2 separate regions of the Mus musculus genome follow, and region 2 is linked to region 1. The links are chromatin contacts, called in public HiChIP or PLAC-seq maps. All regions are on one chromosome and are shown on one strand. Each heading gives the region's core, a stretch centred on a gene start, on an enhancer-like site or on the middle of the called end of the contact. The rest is flanking DNA. Distances are from core to core; before and after follow the strand shown.

Evidence for each region. HiChIP or PLAC-seq counts read pairs in DNA pulled down with a chosen protein or histone mark.
Region 2: an H3K27ac HiChIP or PLAC-seq map of VIP interneurons shows a contact between it and region 1, with 2.1 times the contacts expected there. The contact joins two enhancer-like sites. A contact is called at or near these places in 1 of 15 datasets of contacts at CTCF or cohesin (embryonic stem cells), 8 of 484 Hi-C or Micro-C datasets (the HL-1 cell line, cerebral cortex, cortical neurons and 5 more), 5 of 115 datasets of contacts at active chromatin or transcription factors (VIP interneurons, astrocytes, embryonic basal ganglia and 2 more) and 2 of 9 other capture datasets (embryonic stem cells and liver).

The regions. Positions count from the first base shown.
Region 1 is chr17:5,283,751-5,289,719 of GRCm38.p6, reverse strand. All of the region lies in intron 7 of Arid1b (AT rich interactive domain 1B (SWI-like)), which reads right to left. Among named protein-coding and RNA genes, the nearest start is that of Gm34854, 62 kb to the right of the region's middle. Within about 2 kb of position 2,904, at least 63 of the 459 cell types and tissues checked have an H3K27ac peak or open chromatin away from gene starts, as enhancers often do. A contact at or near this core is called in VIP interneurons, cerebral cortex and forebrain, where this site is marked.
Region 2 is chr17:5,394,647-5,400,615 of GRCm38.p6, reverse strand. No RefSeq gene overlaps it. Among named protein-coding and RNA genes, the nearest start is that of Gm29050, 14 kb to the left of the region's middle. Within about 2 kb of position 2,790, at least 39 of the 459 cell types and tissues checked have an H3K27ac peak or open chromatin away from gene starts, as enhancers often do. A contact at or near this core is called in VIP interneurons, cerebral cortex and forebrain, where this site is marked.

The sequences.
Region 1 (5,969 bases), core at 1,655-4,154:
AGCCATCTCTCCAGCCCCCTAACCCCAATCACTGTTTATAAATGAAGAAAACCTGAGTTTGGAGGTTAGGATTGAGGCTCATGCAAACAGAATCCACGTATTTAACCAAGGAAGCATGCTGTCTTCCAGTAATAAAGTTTTGAATAATAAATGTAAAATAAAACAAACAACCAAATAAACAAATAAACAAAAAGTTTCTGTGGACTATGGACAGAATTTCTCATCTGTTCTGACTACATTTTGGAACATTCTCCCATCATCTAATGACAACAAATACATAAAAATGCCAGAAAGAGCTCTCAGATACAGGGAGAGAAAGTTAAATGCCCGCAGCTGGGATGCTCCCAAGTTCCATGTAGGTCCGTGCACACTGGTGTCCGTGGCAGCTGAAGGACGAAGGGAAAAACACAAAAGCAAAACCACACGATGTGCAGAGGCTCAGTCTGCCCGGGACGGAGGCACTGTGGGCTTTTTCTGCACAGGAGGCAGTGGAGTAGGGACCTCAGGTGCTGATGAAGGACAGGCTCTGGGGACGGGGTGAATCCTGTTCTTATTGACTGGGGACTCTTGGGAAACCTGCCTCCAGGTTTCTTCCTCTGACATCATTCTCTTGGGGGTTGTCACTTAGGCATAAAGTCTCCCAAACACAAAATGTGATGGAGGGGTTCCTGGCAAATGAGGCAGAGGCAAAGGGAAGCAGGCACAGGCAAGTCAGGACAGTGACGAGCAGCAGGAAAATGGTCTCGGCAGCCACTGAGGAGCACCATGGAGCTGGAGGGGCAAGGGAAGTAGCCGAGCCAGCAGGCTTTAACTCTGGAGGTGAGGGATTCAAGATGTGGGGAGGCCAAATTACCTGTGCCAAGTAACTGGGGGAGCCAGGGTGTGACCCAGGTAGGCTGTGAGTGTGGCCTGGAGTGCAGGCCCTCTGGACTGTATGTAGCCTCTTCAATGCTTAAGAAACACTACACTTGTGGAACCACACCATGACAACATTCAAACAGGTTTTCTTAAATCTATGCAGAGCAGAATGACCTGTAGGCCTGAGGAAGTAAGACACTTTCAGCTCACTGGGTATATGGCGGGTGAGCTTTCTTCTTTATGGATGAGCTGGAGGTCTCTGTCCATGCAGACCACAGGCTGGCACAGTGTCTGCCAAGGGCCGGAGCCTTGGGGGGTCTGTGCACTGCCAACTATTCAGCGCTATAGCTATACAGCCTATAGCTCCAAGGTAGCCACATGGAGACACACACTTCTGCTAAGTGTATATTTACAACAGGGTCAAAACAAGGAGGAAAATAATTTGCTGACCCCTGGAAAAGAGCAGTTCTGGGACATGTCCGTAACACTGGCTCCACACTGTACTGTCTTTAAGTAGAATGTCATTATGAAGGCTGAAGGTGGACATAAGAGGATTCTAAAGAAGCAGGGCAGACTCCAAGACCTCAATAAAGATGAAAATCTAAGGGCCTGGAGATAGGAGGATAAAGGTTGCAATATGAGGCAGGCTGACAGTGGGCCCTCACACCAGAACACAGCACCTTTGCAAAGCTAGAGTGCACAGAGATAATCAAGCAATACTGTTTTTAAAAAGGCTTAAAACATGCAAAAATGTCCACAAATGCAAACTCCTTCCAGAAAATTCTGAAGTGGCTTCTGAGCTCTCTATCCTCTGGGAGCAACTACCTCTGTAGAAGCAGCACCTTCCTGGATGCTCAGGAAAGCTGGCTCAGTAACCGCTCCCTGTGAGCAGGATGCCTCTCCCCTCCCTCCCCTCCCCTCCCCTGCAGCATCGTGTCTCAGCTTCCTTTCAGCTTTATTTTTACCAAACAAACGTAAACTCATTTATAGTGCAAGCACTTAACTAACGGATCCACGCGCCCACACGTTACTTAGAGGCTACTTCATATCTTCCCAAGCTTTTATAAATGACTTGTGGGCAGAAGTCCTTTTCTCCAGTGAACATCTTTCGTTTTGAAAATGACACTGAATCTTACTTTAAAACAAGCATCTAGACATGGACACTGTACTATACTCTCAATGCCATTTGACTAGAGGAGGACGTTCTGTTGCTGAGCTCTGCTTCCTGTGGGAGACAGACACACTGGCTGAGCTCTCCCACTCTGGATCTCACTCGTTGTGGGGTGGGGACCAAAAAGCTGCTGTAGACTGGATCTCCATGAGCCCAGAGGGGAAGCCCAGCTTCCTGACTGCCCTGTGCCCTGCTCCATACTTTCCTTTCTTTATGGACCGTGGGGCTGAATTGCCATGCGGCTCCAGCTTGGGCAGGAAGCATTCTGGCTTATGAGGCAAGTGTGGGGCCAGCCACATGGCTGTCACGTGTAGGCCTGTGTTGATGCTGCCCCTGTGTCCTCAGTCTATCTCCTTCAGCCAGTTGGGCTCAGAATCACAGGCCTCTGTTTGGGAGAACTAGAAGTCCTCTTTCTTTTCCTTGAAGTTTTAAAGACACTCCTCTCTGACCCTGTGGGCTGGGATAAGCACACTTTCTGAAGACTCCAGATGGTTTCCCAGGTAAAGCTCAGGCATAAGCAGGGCTTGATGGCCCTGCTTCTGATGCTGCCTGGCAGCACGACCTTCACATGTTATTTAACTTGTCCACACAGCGGCACTGTCACTAGGGAGGTGTGATGCTAACGGGGACCAGGTAAGGTTGCAGCACAAAGCCTGCTGCCGTGGGCCTCGGGGCCCCAGTGCCACCTTCCACACCCTACCCTACACAGTCTATAGCTCATCTTCCTCCTCTAGCAAACTGAATCCAAATGTGGAAGCCAAGCAAAATACGAGAGGAACCGGCAGGAGCGAGCAGCGCAGTCTTCTTTCCATGTTTCTCTAATAGATTAGTAATTTGTTGGCACTGGCTCTGACAGAAAACAGATGGATGCAGCATTAGGCACAATGAAGGCAGCAGATGCCGGGCCAACCCACCTCAGCTGGACGGCTCCTGCAGCCAAGTCCGAGAGCCCACCGTTTTCAAGTGGGTTCATCTTGGCACGGCAGCTTTGGAAAATCAGTCACGAATGCATTCAGATTTCAGCCCAGCAGGAGTTACATTCAAGCACCAGACAGAGGGAGCAGCAGCTACTCTACTTAAGTCACCACCATGGCTTTAGGAGGGCACAGACCATTATGTACCTGACTCAAGCATGTCGGGATTTGGTAGTCACAATCGATACTTCCAGTTCCTGTTCTTAGAGCTATTGCTTCTCCTCTCACATGAGATCGTGTGCCTGGGCTACACAGGCTAAGGACGTGTCTTATTCTATACCGAGGAGGACAAAAGGTAGTATGCTTCAAAACCCAGACCTTGGGTTACACAACCCTCATGAGAGCGGCATGCTGTAAACAATCTGTCCGCAGGGCTGGAGAGGCGTCTTCACGGTTAGGGGAGCTTACTGTTCTGCAGAGGACCCGGAGCAGCTCCTAGCAGTCCCAGCCTGTGGCTCTGCCTTCCGTCCTGTGGGCAGCAGGCCCACCCACATGCATCTATTTATGACCAGGGCTAAGCATTTGCCTTGCTCCTTGTCCCCGTTTCAGTAGCAGTCTTACACGAAGCCTGTATACTGAAATAAACCTTACATGTAACAAGCAAATACAGCCCCACAGCCACCAGAGCAATCAGGACGCAGGGCTTGCCATCATGACCGGAAGCTCCCTTCTGTAGTCAGTCAGCGGCGTACCCCAGATTCACCACAGTGTTAAGCAGCTCATGGCTGTGATCACAGGTCCACTGGAAATGTTGCTAGCAGTTTTTGGCAGTTATGAACTGAGCTCTGTGGGGATGTATTTTTGTTTTGCTTCTTTTGGGAGATCCTAGGTAAGAGCAAGCTTCATAAGTGGGATTTTACCTCCACAGGAAGCCGCCAGGGGGTCACCATGCGCTCTGAGCACACAGCCCTTAGGTACTGCATGGCAGTTACTAATGACAGCCAGGGCTTTATATTATCAACTAGTCAAAAGTCCTGGCCATCCTAACAGGCATGGGACAAAATGCATGTGGCTTTAATTTTCACTTTGCTCATGACAGATAACTAAGTATTTTTCTTAAGTGTTTTTCTGGTAAAAACCTTTCTGTATTTATAACAACAACAAAAATGAAAAAAAAAACAAACCCAAAACAAAAACAAAACCAGGAAACTCCTCTTTCTCCTGGGATCTGCACACAATCATCTTTGGGCCATACATAGATCAAGTAATAAAGAGGACATCAAATGGAGGTTGAAAATTAAAGTCACCTGACCTTACTGAGTCAATACTGGAGTGTGCTTTGCACTAGTATCCAAGGCACCTTGCTTTTCTCAGGTCAATATACATTTAAAACTTCTTTAAACTATAAAGTTTATACTCATTCTGAACTTTGCTTGTTACTACAATATCACTTTCAACTTTAAGAAGATCCGCCCTCCCAGCATGTGTTATTAACAGTTCTCAAAACAAAAACAAACAAAAACAAACAAACAAAAACCCAACCTAATTACAAAGTAATAATGCAAGCTCAATACATAAAGAAAGAAATTGCAAAGAGTTAGCCGTAGTTTCACGTCCCACAGACTGGACACAGCACGCAACTCGCCTCTTAGGCACTGCGGAGTCCCCTCACCCCCGTCTCTCCACCCCCACAAGGCAGGGAGCCACGCCTGGGCTGGATTCCTCTCCTTAGCAACAGTCATTCAAAAACTTGTTCTTTGGAGGCTCTTAAATGCCAGGCCCTGAGCCAGCTGCTGGGCATCCAACAGTGAACAGAGAACCTCGGTGCGCCAATGAAGGAACACAGAGCATGTGCCCGGTGATGGGATCCAGGAAGAAGAAACAGAGACATCTACAGAGTGGTGAGAGGCACAGTGGAGGAGTCATTCTTTCTGCTGGACTGTCAGGGAAACACCAATGCTGACAGCTAATGCCAAGCCCAGGACATCTGGCAGCAACCAGGTGCTAGTCTGATGGCAGGCAGGCGGGTGGGCAGACTAGGTCTGCCTGTGTCTTTCAGAAATCTGCGTTTTGCTTCAAGTATGGATGGGGTGATGAGTGGTCGGTCACCGCTCGAGGGCAGCTGCTGGGGGCAATGTTTGTAGTAGTGACTGCTACAGGGCACTGTGAGTTCGTGAAGCAGACAAAAATCTCTGCTATGAGTTCTGAATCAGTGAACAGTCGACGGCACAGCATTCCATGCCTACCCAATGTACAGAGCCAACTGTACTCCTGAGGGGCGACATAACAGGAGGCTGTGACGTGTATGTATGTGTGTATACAAAGACTACTACTGCACACTACAGCCCACCTGGTATAAAGCGCCATTTTCCTGAACAAGAAACAAGGATTCTGAGAGTCAGACTCTCATGTACCACATGCTGCAGGAGCTTTGTGTCCTTGTGTCCAGAGGGGCTGCACCAGGCACAAGCAAGAGGGGATGCAGCAGGAGGTACCTGCTGAAGGCAGGCAAGAGGTAACGTGACCTACACCATTGGACGCTTACGACATCCTCCTGAAAGGAGACTGGGGGAACATTCTTAGAAACCTGTGGAGTGGAGTCCAGCACTGCTGGCTTTCCTTCCAGGAGCCTCAGGGGAGTCAAATGTAGAGTTGCCTTATATAGTTTTCATTTTAAGTTAATCTGCACTACAAATTCCAAGTTTATAGAATTTTATCAAATCATGATGATGATCAAGTCTAAGAAACATTCATGCTTAAGTTCTATAACATGCAAGCTAAATTTGGGCATCCAAATATGACTTGATTACTCTAACCATTTTGGCAATGCAATGATCTCTTCAGCTTTCTCCTTAGTATTAGTAAGACTGAGGACCAGACATTCCTTTAATTGAGAACAACATGGGTAGACTGAGGGATGAATGTCAAAGATTAGCATAGCAAGCGTATTACCAGCTGTTTCCAGAGGAAATGAAGACGGGGTATGAAGGAAGGGCCTCTGGAAGACTAACCAGGCGACTGGCAGG
Region 2 (5,969 bases), core at 1,541-4,040, 110 kb before region 1:
AGAAGCCGACAGGGTATAAATTATAAATAAAAATAACGGCTGCTAAAATCCTCCCGTCGCCGCTTTCTTATTTCGGGAGGTATCTGAAATCCTGACTTGGCATTGAAGATAAATTCAACACAAAACATCTTGTGCACCAACATATTTTTAAGTTTTCGTTTCTATAAAAGATCTCAGCTTGCTGCAAGCCCAGGCACCTAACTTCTCCAAGCAGCCGGTAAACAGAGGCAGTAAGCAGAGCCCTCCACAGGGGCACACCTCTTCCTTAAGCAAGCGCTGTTTAAAATCCTGGATTAGACAAAGGATTAATTTCACCTGAACTAGGGAAATTAGCATATGAAAAACATCTTTGTCTTTGTCTTGGGCTGTTATTATTTTGTTTTGAAGTATTATCCTATGAGGTTAGATATTTCACTATTTCCCATGAAGAAACTGCACATACTCACCTGTGCTTGGGGGCACACACAGGCCAACCTCCAATCAGGTGTGGCTCCTGTAGGCTACCATGAAGCCCTCCAATCAGGTATGGCTCCTGTAGGCCACCATGAAGTCCTGCTTGCTTTCCTAACCACAATCTAGAAGGCAAGCTCAGTCCTAAGAGTTGTTCATAAAGTTTCTTTTTAATTTTTTAATTTTTAATTATGTGCATATGCATGTGTTTGAGTGTGGATTTGTGTACGTGAGCGTAGCACCCTTAGAGGATGTCCGATCCACTAGAACTGGTGTTACAAGTGGACTGGACTCTGGTCCTCTTCAAGAGCGGTACAAGCTTCTAACGGCCGCACTCTGTCTGCAGCTTCACAAATGACAAGGTTTTGGTGCCTCTACCTCAACTCCTCTGAATCCAGTTTGTCCCTGATCCTGGCCAGGTGGCCTGTGTTACTACCTCTGCCCTCTCTGGAGCTCCATGGCTCACTCATTCCTCTGCCATGACCTTAGTTATCTATTGTGGTGGTTTGAATATGCTTGGCCCAAGGAGTGGTGCTGTTGGGAGGTGTGTCCTTGTTGGAGGAAGTTGTCACTATCTATGGGCATGGGCTTTGAGAGAGCCTCTTCCTAGCTGCCTGGAAGCAATCTTCTCCTGTTTGCCTTTAGAATGAGACATAGAACTCTCAGCTCCTCCAGCACCATGCCTGCCTGAATGCTGCCATGCCTCCTACCATGATGATAATGGCCTGAACCTCTGAACCAGTAAGCCAGCCCCAATTAAACGTTGTCCTTTATAAGACTTGCCTTGGTCATGATGTCTCTTTACAGCAATGGAAACCCTAGCTAAGACACCTACCTCTCTCATCTTGGGCCATCCTTCAAACCAAGCTTACCTGGGCTCCTCTGGGTGGATTTGATTTTCTTCCTTTTAAACCACAGGAATGGAAGGCCAGCTACCTAGAGAGGTACCAAGTTCTAACTGTGGGTCACAGTTCAAACAGATCTCCCTACTTCAGCATCTCAGTTGCTGAGATTAGCAGAGATGTGTCACCACATGAGAAATGGCTCTCTCTTAATAACAGCCTTGAAAATGTATTCGCAAAACAATAGCCAAAGCCATAGCTGTGGGCATGTCTGTGGAGGAAGGTCTAGATTCCTTATTGACGAAGAAAGACCCAGCCCATTGTGAACAGCTCTGTTGGGTCTCAGGCAATCCATATATCCAGTTTGAGCTCATTTCTGGATATTTGCACAGCCTGAGACCTTGCATCCCAGCCTTTTGTTGATGAGGGATGGTGTAGTCTCTTCTGCAGCTACTTCTTGGCTGGTGAGGACCATCCTGGTAGTCCAGGAAGCTGGAATGCAAGGCAAAAGTGGGGAGGGCCTGGGAGCTAGCAGCATCTGGACGTACGCATGGCCTGAGACCTGACAGACACATGGTCTGGGCCTCTTGGGCTGTTTAAGAAGAAAGAGCACAAAGAGGCAAGGGTCCATCGTGTATCTCTGCTCTAGACTAGGGATGGGATCTGACCAGCTGCCCTTAACCTCTCTCGATGGTAGTCTCTAACCCGTCACCGAAAGCCAAATAAACCCTTCCTGAACTATGCCGCTTTGGGTGGTGATATTTTTTCACAGCAACAGAAACGGAACTAGAAAGCTAGAAAAAAAAAAGACCATCTTTATTAATTTTGTGAATTTAAGCAATATCTTTGCCTACACTTGCCTAGAGATCTAAATAAAATCGTTAAGCAGTTCCTGTTCCAACCCCTACCACAGGGAAGTATTCTCCTTACTGGGTCCCCACCTCAAGCATTGCCTGCCCATGGGCCACTCAGGCTTCCTGGTCACGGAGACCCTCAGTGTTGGTCAGCTCACAGTCCCCATACCCGGATGCACGCTGGGCATATCTGCTATGTTTGAGGTGAGACTTTGAAAGTCGTTGTAAAGTCCCACCCCTCCTTCTTATAACCTATTTTAGAAACAGGGGCATTTTAGATATAATCAAATTCGGGTGAAGTTATATTTGATTATTTGCAACAACTACTGTACTAACAAACAGAGAAGCATAGATCTGCCCAGGGACAATGCCGCATGGAGACCGACATAGGACAACTGCGGTGAAGGGTCTTCTAGTGAACCTCCCTGGAGCCTTCAGAGTGCTCTATGAACACCTTGACTTTGGATTTGCATCCACTAGAAACAAGAAATAATTCATTTCTGAAAATAATACGATCTCTAAGCCTCTCAGTTTGTAGCACTTCAGCGAAGCTGCCCCAAATGAGCATCCCTGCTCCTGTACACCAATGCAGGGTGCTTGGCACACCAGCTGGGCTTGTTGAGCAGGTCACTCACAGACCCACTGGGGCCTTGGGACAGGCAGTCATCCTGTCGCGCTTTTCGGACGCCCCACGAGGACATTCCGAGTAAGCTACGCCTTCCCTGTCAGTTGTGTCCCCCTTTATCATTGTGCCCAGGTTTCTCCCTGTGTTTTCAAGGGCACAGCGCGGACTTCCTGATATAGCTGCAAACGCCAAGTGTCATTCAGGCTTTCTGCCAGCAGAGGGCGGACGAGCTGCGGGCTGGCTGCTGCTGCTGTGGATATACTACGTGGGGCTTCGGGCCAGGACACCACCGCGTTAAGACAAGGGATGCTGTCCCAGCCCGGAGGCCAGGGCCTCTGGCTGTGCTCTGCTCTTTCCGTGAACCCTGAAAATTAAGTCCAGTAGAGCATTCTAGAGTCGCCCAAGACACATTCAACTCTGATCGTCCTATGCGCCCGGTGGTCACACTGCTGAGCAGTTCTTGACCACACCCCAGATCTTCCGCACAGGCCACTCCAAGCGTGGGTGTAGGTACTGCCGGAATCCATGACCTGGAGAGAAGGGTGGGCCGTGTCCTCCCAGGACAAGCCTCTCTGGCGACACTCCGTCACCCTGCTGAGTTTGGGTTCCCTCTCATCTCATGCTCCCGCAGTATGGAGAAGCCTCTTCCATAGTCAGTAACAAATCTGTAGGGCGAAGGCCTTTGCCACCAGAGTGGTGCTTCCCTTGGGATCTCTGTGAATGACTATCACCTTGGTACAAACAACTTCATGTTCCAGCCAAAATAAATGGGGGTGGGGAGGGATGTCAAGCCAAACTAACAGCCACCTGAAACCCCATCTTTACTCCATCAGTAATAGTACTGACATTTTGCTATGCGTGCCCCACATTCTCCTGTCACTTGCACGTGTGGGTGTCTGCTCTCGACACTGTAATTTGCTTTTCCAACAAAGGGCACTGAAGGGACACTTGAGAGTCCCAAAAAGAGCTGTTGGGGTAGCTTATATGGCAAAGGTGCTTGCCGCCAAGCCTGGTCCTCGTTCCATCCCTGGAATCCATGTGGAACCCCTGGAACAGACTCTGACCTGCTCACTTGAGACATGGCATATGGGTACATATGCAGAAACACAACCACACAACCACACACACACACACTAATGAAATTAAAAAAAAAAAAAAAGAGCTGTCCACTCTGAAAGGAAAGGGAGTAGGCTGGCTGGCAGGCCAGGGACTGTCCCTGTGAGCCTGTCACCCTGAGTCATCTGAGGGCTTGTCCCTAAAGTAGGGCTTTTTTTTTTTTTTTTTTAGGAAAATCCAATTCCTATCCCTGCCTGGTCCCTCTGCAGCTCCTGGGTGTCTTTATCTGGTATGAATTTAAATCTGAAAAGATGTAAAAGAACTCTGTATTGACACACAGAGAACTCCACACCTCTTTTTCCTCACGCTGGCAGAGAGCCGTGGAGGGGTGGGAGGGTGACTGCCTCCCCCAGACAACATTCAGTGATGCCTGGCTGGAGACATTTTAGTTGTCACGACTGGGGAAATGCCATGGCTGCTGGCGGGTAGAACAGAACCCACTCCCCTAGCCCCCCAAAAAGAGAATTGGTCACTCCAAATGTTGACAGTCTCGAATTGAGAAATATTATTCCAGGTATTCCTAGACACTCCCTTAGGGCCCAAGAGACCTTAAACCTTGATCTAACTCGGTACCGCCAGGTAACAATGGCCTTGACCCAGAACCCCCAGGCCTTGTCCCTTGGCCCAGGACATAAAGAGTTGGTGATGAAGGCAGGCAAAAGGTTGCAAGGCAGGTCTGCCAGGCAGTGTGTGGGTGTCGGGGTGACTGTCACTGGGGTTGGCTTCCTGTTTCATCCTCTTTATTGCGCATGGATTCAGGCCAGTTCCTAAGGTACTGCAGGAAGATGGATCTCATCCCAGGAGTCTTTTCTTCCCAGGTGCTCTACGCAGCACAGCACCAGCAAACCTTCCTTACCCCGAACGGCACTTTGAGAGCTCAAAGGAGCCAAAGGAGCCTTGGGTGTTTTCATTTGCAACCGTCTTCTTTCCCAGGTAGGAGTCCAGTCTGGGTTCATGCAAGGCCTCAATGCCTCAGTTTCTTGGTTAGTAAATTACAAGTAATAACATCTGCCGTCTGCCTCGGGCACTTTCACACACATTATCTCTCCAGCTCTCAACACCCTGGGAAGAGAGCGGCTCGCCCACTCGAAGGCACCTGGGCTCTGACTTCAGGTACCTTTCCCCAAGCTACAGGACCAGCAGAGCAGGTTCTGAGGAAGGCAGGCAATATAACTCGATTCCCTCACGCTGTGAGCAGGCTGCATGCGCCTACCACTAGGTCTTGGGTCTGCTGCCAGATTGAATCACTTATAACCCCCTGCAAAATCAAGATGCCTTAAAACTCTAGTGTTTTTTGCTCCTGAGATGCTCAGATACTACCGTGGAGGGTCTTTTTACTGCAGAATCTGAGAGTCTTGGTCTTGAGTACACATCTCTCAACCATTTGTGAGGCTCAGGATGAGTCTGTTCCAAGAAATGTTCAAAGGGTTAGCATGAGGCCCAGTTAGAGTGACTGGCAATCACACACTAGGCCTTAGGGCTCAGTCTCTAGCTACAGCACAAAACTGGGTGCGGTGACACAGCTTGGAACAGCAATGCTCAGGAGGTAGATACTGGAGAGGAGGCAGGAGTTCAAGGGCATTCCCCAGCCTTGTGTACATGAGATCTTGCGGGTGGGCTCGGGGGTGGGGGTGGGAGTGAGGGCAGGATGTCAGAAAAGGTTGATGCCTGTCAATCTGCTGCTCCAGAATCTTGAGTTTGGAGACAGCCTGGACTAGAAAGACCCCACTATCCTCCTGGTGCTATGATAAAATATCATGACCCAAAACAACTTATAGAAAAGGAGCTTATTAAAGACTTGTGTTTCCAGGGGGGGGTGATAGAAGCCCATCCCGGTGGGAGGGAGGGATGTCACTGAGTGGCAGTGTGACAGAGAGGACAGAAGCCTGAGAAACCATGTAATAGCATCAAACATGAAGGAGAGAGAGAACTGGAAAGGGGTGTAAGGCTACAAACTCTCAAAGCCCTGCCCCTGGTAATATCACTTCCTCCAGCAAGGTTGGTTGCACCACTGTCCCTAAACGGACCCATCAACTGAGGAGCAGATGTTCAAACACTTGAGGCCAAGGGACACATTTCTCA